2 separate regions of the Rattus norvegicus genome follow, and region 2 is linked to region 1. Evidence: chromatin contacts called from public Hi-C data. All regions are on one chromosome and are shown on one strand. The core of a region is the stretch at or near the end of the contact, and the rest is flanking DNA. Distances in the headings are between cores, read along the strand shown.

Evidence for each region. A called contact is a pair of places that touch in the nucleus more often than the background predicts.
Region 2: a contact with region 1 is called in a Hi-C map of mammary epithelial cells, with 4 times the contacts expected there. The contact joins the enhancer-like site here to the promoter of Ndrg1 in region 1. A contact is called at or near these places in 10 of 12 Hi-C or Micro-C datasets (the A7r5 cell line, the Rat2 cell line, Schwann cells and 6 more).

The regions. Positions count from the first base shown.
Region 1 is chr7:100,613,020-100,616,428 of GRCr8, forward strand. It overlaps Ndrg1 (N-myc downstream regulated 1), which reads right to left and starts at 1,883. Exons shown (of 16, transcript NM_001011991.1): 1 at 1,763-1,883.
Region 2 is chr7:100,728,872-100,732,280 of GRCr8, forward strand. No RefSeq gene overlaps it. Among named protein-coding and RNA genes, the nearest start is that of St3gal1, 72 kb to the right of the region's middle. Within about 2 kb of position 1,545, at least 4 of the 93 cell types and tissues checked have an H3K27ac peak or open chromatin away from gene starts, as enhancers often do.

The sequences.
Region 1 (3,409 bases), core at 633-3,132:
TACCAGAGTCAAGGCAGAGAGCAGAGCTGTCCCAGTCATTTTTAATGTACATTTTAGCTCTTCCTATGGGTCAGGCTACTGTCCTCGGTATGGCAGAAAAAGTCTTCCTTCCCCAGGTTCCTGGTACTGGTCACTGGGAGACCAAGTACCACAAAGGCAGCACAGGAGGCATTAGCTCCCTGACAGCATCTACTGTAGAGCCTCTCCTGGGGCTTTTCCAGCCCTTCCTTAAAAAGCCTCCCTCACACCTTTCTTAGCCCCTACTTGGCACCACCCTGGCCCGCGTCCCATTGAACCACACCCATACAACAGTGGTCTGGCCCTTCCCTGCCACTGTCCAGAAGTTGGCAAGTCCCTTGAAACTGGTGTTGGAGGCTTTTCTCTGCACCTAGCTTTCTCTCCTCACACATGTGAAATAGGCAAATTGCTGGGATTTATGACAGTAAGAAGCAACAGAACACGGAATGGGGGAGAGGGGAAGCATTGGCTGACCTGAATTTCCCATCTTCTACAGGACCTTCAAGAACTCAAATAAGCCGAATTGCCCAGGAAGCCTGTGAGGGAGAGCTGAAGGCTGTTCTAGGACACGGACCACTGGACTTCCCTCCCCCATCCGCTGTCCTCCCACATTAAAACCCAAGGGGCGGTACATGGGGGATCCATGATGACTGCCAGCATGGGCAAGAGACAGGGGAACACTGAAGGTGGCAGAGTAAGCAAGCCATCCACAAATCCTAGCTTCAGCTACTAATTTGACAGAGGCGGTGACAGCCTGTTTCCCCCGAGCCTGCAGCATTCTGCACGCCCCTCCCGAATCTCCCCTACAGGCTGAATCAGAGACCGCAACGGGTCTCCCGGGAACTGAGGAGCAGTTCCAGCTGCTCTCCCGGCTGGAACAGCAGGGAGGATCGCCTGGGAGAAAGAAAGGAGGGTGGGGGTAGGCGGAGGCGAAAATGACGACACTCGGAGCTCCAGCCAACTCTAGGGCTGCCAGATGCCCGCGCGACCCTAGAGGCACAAACCACCTCTCCCGCGCAGCCACATTGCCAACCCGGTACTACCTAGAGGGCCGCACCCTGCCTATGCTGCTCTCGCCGCCAACACTCGCTGTGGCGCGTGCAGCACGCGCCGGGACACACCCCGGACTCTCCCCAGCACACACATGTTCTCTCACACGCACAGCTTGGAGAGCACCGGGCTCTGCGACTGGATGGGAACCTTGGCTCAGATAACACTGTTTCGGGACCAGGCTTCACAGAAGACACACCTTCGCCCCCTTCTCCACACTCCCCGCCAAGTCTGCTCACCCTTTCTCATCCCCTGGATACACACACATGCCACAGTCGCTCTTTTCCTAGTCATCCCATCACCCATTCACACCCCTTCACACGCGCGAGCTCACACAAAGTGTCCCCTTGAGCCAAGTGGACAGTGGAGTCAGCTGTGGCTCGGGGTTAATGCCAGGAAGCGCGACCCAGGTATTCCTAGGCTCTCCGCCCCAACTTCAACCCCTCAATCCCACTTCCCCAGTTAGAGAGAAAGCTGAGACCCAACATGTCTTTTTCTGCCTTATAATAATTGAAACACGCTCCAAGGATGCCAGCGACCCCTCCGGCGCTGGCGCCACCGAAGACCACGGGTTGTGGTCTTCGCAAGGGCCACAAAGCACTGGCGGGGAATCCAGTAAAGTAGCACCCCGAAGACGAGTTTTCCTGAGGGTCCTTGTCTTGCCCCGGAGGTAAAAGGGGTCCGGAGGGCTTACCTAACCAGCAAGGAAGCACGGAAAGGAGCCAACAGCAAGGCTGAAGGTGCAGCGCCCCGCGGGAGGTGAAGAGAGGGAAGAAGATGGGTGAGCAATCTGCTGGCAGCTCGAGAGGGTAGCCTGGCAAGGTTTGTTTACGTCCGTGCGAAGGACGATTTAATAGGCGCCGGGGCCCCGCCCCCAGGGCCTCGCCCCTCCCAGACCCTCGGCTCCCAGCGCAGCAGGGGACGGGGACACACCCCTTTCCCCCGCCCGGCTCCCACTGCACCCTGCCTGGGCTGGGCGGGGCGGGTTGGAGCCGCCGCCTGTTGCGCAAGCCTTTGCAGGGGCGCGTCGGGAGAGACTGCCAAGCCCGCCCAAGCCCGACCTGCCGCTCCTCCCTGTGATCTGGTCTCGGGACCCCGGCGTGTGCGGCGGACGTGTGTGTACGGAGTGGTAGTGTATGTTCCCGTGCGCGCCCGTGCGTGTGCTTGCGGACTTCCTTGTGTCTCTCTGCCCGACCGCGTGGCCCCCATCGCCTCCGAGTTTCCTAAGCGTCTGCCCGCGCCACGCCCTTCTGGGCGGCAACCCCCACTTCCTCTGGGTCTCCACGTAGTCACTCCGGATCCCCATTTACTGCCTAGATACTAGACTTTCTCTCCAGGTTCCTTTCACGTTGCTTAGCTCCCTTCATTCTCGCCGATCCTGGCGCCCCACAGCTCCCTTTCTATCCTGAGATGACACTGCTCCAGCCTGCCCCGGCAGCAGTGAGCACTCTACACACTGCCTTTTGTGGTCCCCAGAACTTGAGTGGTGTTCGCTTTCCAACCACGGACCTTCTTCCTCTCATTGCTGTTCTAAAACCTTGGCCTGCTTGCCTGTTACCGGTTTCTCAGCCCTGGCCTACACCTGTGTGAGTCTCCAGGAAGCGTTTCTTAAGCAGGTAGCTATCCTGGCTGCACCCCAAAAGCAGCTTAGTCAGAGTCTCTGGGAATGTGCAGCGACGCTGGGGCTTTGAAAAAAAAGCTCGTCAGTGCGTGCAGCAAGATAGCTCATCTGGTAAAGACACTTGGCCTACCAAACCTGAAGACCTAAATTCCATGCCTGGAAACCACAAAGTGAAGAGAAAGAGCACACTGCCAAAAATTTTCCTCAGACCCCCACTCTCCCCATTCACACTAAATAAATAAATACTGCCCGGGTTGACTCTGATGTGAAGCCACGCTGAGAATCTCAACACCCAACACCAAGAAAACAACATTTTTATAGAGAGACTGAGTCACACCTACGCCCCATCCAGTCATTGTCTCAAAACCACCAGCTCAGCTCAACCTTTATGATCAAGTGGCCTTCCCCTCACCCTCCTACTAAATGTCGAGAGGCTCAGTACCCACTCTTCTTTACCCTCCAGTGTGCCTCTAGGTGCCCGAATCCTCACTCTTTTGGTCTATACATATCTAGGAAGCTGCTTTCTGAGCCTGCCCTGTGCTAAGGAACTGGGGGAGGAGGAAGTAAAAAGGGAAAGCTCTTTATTTTGAGAGCATAGCAAAACTGAGCTCCAAGATTTCAGTTTCCCAAGACATCCATACAAGATCGCTAAGCTGGGGACTGGGGATTTAGCTCAGTGGTAGAGCGCTTACCTAGGAAGCGCAAGGCCCTGGGTTCGGT
Region 2 (3,409 bases), core at 295-2,794, 120 kb after region 1:
AGGTACCTGTACTTTGCTAGATGCTGTGCATTCAGAAGGAAAATCACCTCTAGTGTCTCTGCCTTTCCAGGTCCTCTGGGAGTGGAATGACAGGGTTGGGTGGAACCTTAAGATACAACGATCTTGCTTAAGCCTTCCAGTGTGTACTTTAGGTACGAAAGCGTTGAAGTGAGCACGTGGAAGCAGTCACCTTGAAGTCCCTAGAAATGGACATAGTTTGGATTTTTGGCCAATCTGTAGTCTTTCCCTTGTATTCTCTCTCATGTTTAAGGTACCATTCAGCGTTCTCCACCAAGTCCTCTCTGCCTTTGTTAGCACACAACTGCAACTGGGATGAGCTGCCTGGATCTCTGTTCTCTGATGCTGGGCTTCTTGTCCCTTGGGGTGTCTGTCTATGACCACCCCCACCCCCGCTCGCATCTTCTAAACCTTCTGATCAGCTTTAACCCAAGGCTGACCAAAGCAGACCTGCTGAGTTGTCACAAATTGGCTCTAAAACTAGGACAGGATCTCTGACATCAAGGAAAGATTTTGGAGAGGTGGCCTGTTGCCCTCAAGGATTCTGGAAGTTCTATCCCACCATTTATTTTCTTATTTATGATGTTGTTGGGCAATGAAACTCCACTGGTCAATGGACCTAGCATGGAAGTTGTAGGTATCAGATCTAACTGGAGACATTTGAGAGCTTATGAGCCATTTCCAGCTTCTTGTGCAGTGACCTGGAAGGCTATGGGCTGAAGGAGGTGAGGTTAGCAATATCTTTCATGACGGGCTGGGTCTCCACATGAGGGAGAGCCCAAAACCCTGAAAACTGCCCCCAAGAGAAACGAGTCTTGTTCTACGTTAGTGGAACTTGAAGCTTATTTCTTTTTGTAGCATTAGCCTGTCCCGGCCTGACAGATACCATAATCAGCTCTGGTCTTTGCTCTTGACTGTTATGAATAGGGTGACCCTGGCAAATAGCACTGCAGTCACAGGTGAACACCACTACCATCTCAGTCTCTTGGGAGAATTCGGGGAGGAACATGATAAGTGTTAGGCACATAGGAAATCTCAGAAAATCGCTGGCACATTGCTTCATGTCTACCATGTCATTTAATATCCTTTACAGAGTAGTAAACCATGATTCAGAGAGATCAAGCTCCCTCAGAGGCATATGGCTCAGAAATAATAGAAAGCAATGACCAAGTTTCAGGTCCAGGGGTCCCCATGAACCTGGGTTTCATGTGAATCATGGAAGGGGGACATCAAGGACATTTATTATCTTGTCCACACTGGCTGGGGACTTGGGCTGTCCCCTACTGGGTCCAGACCTGTTTTCTTGACTGGTTTACTCAATTGACTGACAGAGATAGAGATCTTATCAAAAGGGTGTTGCACTTGCTGGTGTCTAAGGCAAAAAGTCCTTTGAAAGTCTGACTTTGTTCACAGGTGTGTGCCTTTTCTCCTGTGGCTTTCAAAAGCTTCTGCATATCAGCTAAACTCAATCAGACATGATCTAAGGTGGCTCTGTTGCACCCTCTGGTGGCCACCACCACTGAACACTCTGGCTGGCGCTGTAAGCCAGGAGTCAGAAGGACGTGGGCAGCCCCGGGCTGGTTCTGTTTACTGCCTTAAACCATTGTGTAGGGCTCATGCCTAGAATTCTTCTGCTAGGAACACCACCTAGAGTCCTTGTCCTCCAGGTCCCAAATGCCATGATCAGTGTTCAGAACACAGTGACCCAGAGCTCACTTTTGATGTGCTTGCTAGCTTCACCCTCTGACACACTTCAAGTCGTCCTGAGTCTGCCTCTCTTCCTCAAGGTGCTATGCCTCATCAAATTAATGCATATGATGCCATAAGCAACGTACTTTCTTGTTTTTTATGGGTGTGACTGCTGTCTGGTTATCTGCCTGTCACCATGGCTTCCAACTTTCTCCTGGCAAAGTCCTATTCTTGCCCACAGTCATCTGCAGTGTCCCCCATGATCTTGTGTTAGATGAAGCAGATACTAAGCCTGCGTGTGCTCATTGCATAAACTGTAGCATCCCTTTTTCTTTTAGTCTATCTCTGGATGCAGGCTTTGACCACTGACTCCCAGGACCCATGGGTACCGCTGGTCCAACCAGGGCTCCTCTTGGGGGGAAGAAACCCTCCATCCCTGTGTAGACCCAGATCAATTTGAGCTCCTTGCTTGGGACAATGCTTCCACAAAGCTAGTCCAGATGCTGGAAAGTATGGAGGAAGAGTGTGGCAGAATCCAGAGGCAGCCCAGGAGGCCATGAAAGGAGGCTGGGCCTAGGAGTGTACAGCTGAGAAGCCTATGGAACTTTCCATTTCAACAGTATTCATGGAACCTTGACCTGAGAGCTCAAAGCAGACACCAAGATCTTTTGTTTTAGGTTTGTCACAGGTCAGGAGTACACCTGTGCTGAGATGATGAGGACCTGAGAGAAATGGCTTGACTCCCCAATTGTGAACCATACCTGCAGTGTCCGGGGACCCACAGTTCTGGCCTTTGGCACTTTCTCATCCATTTTGTTGTCCAATGACACCAACCAGAAAAGAACTCCTCTATCACTTTCACACATGTGAATTTCTGGTGCTTTCTCTGTGCTATATGGGACCGAGCCACTTGGTCTCATCAGCCTGACGCCAGCACCTGGCTGTCTATGTACCCCTGTGCTGGTGAACTGCAGGTGGGTCGATGTGGTTTGACTCAGTTTCAACCTTTGTACAGTTGTCCTCCATGTGCCACTGCATTCATGTACATCCCTGGGGACTGGTGGCCTCTCTAGCTCTTTCTTCTATTTTTTGTATAGTTGTCCCGCCTCAGATCACTCTCTCACCTGTCAGCAACTGTGATCCAGACTCAGGGCTTCAGAAACTGCAGCCTGACCAGGCTCCACTCCTGTGATCAAACAACTCAGACACAAATTCTCGACCCTGCTTCAGGGCCAGTTGAAGGGATGGAGAAGCTAAACCAGCAAACAGTGGAGGCTACGTATATTTTCCTCTGCTAGAGACTAGAGTATAACGCTTAGCATTGCAAGGAGCTATGGGCAGTCCTCTTTCTCATCTTGACCATTTGAAGTGTTGATTTAGTTTCTTGTGTGTGTGTGTGTGTGTGTGTGTGTGTGTGTGTGTGTGTGTGTCCCTGTGGCACCTGTATGTACATGTGAGTGTGTGTATTGTGTGTATGTGTGTATATATGTGAGTGTATTGTGTATGTGTGTGCACACATGTGTGTATGTGTGTGTGTGTGTGACCCTGTGGCACCTGTATGTACATGTGAGTGTGTGTATTGTGTGTATGTGTGTGTATATGTGAGTGTATGTATTATGTGTATGTGTGTGCACACATGTGTGTATGTGTGTGTGTGTGTGTGTGTGTGTGTGTGTACACCTTATTCTGTAGGTACTGGAGC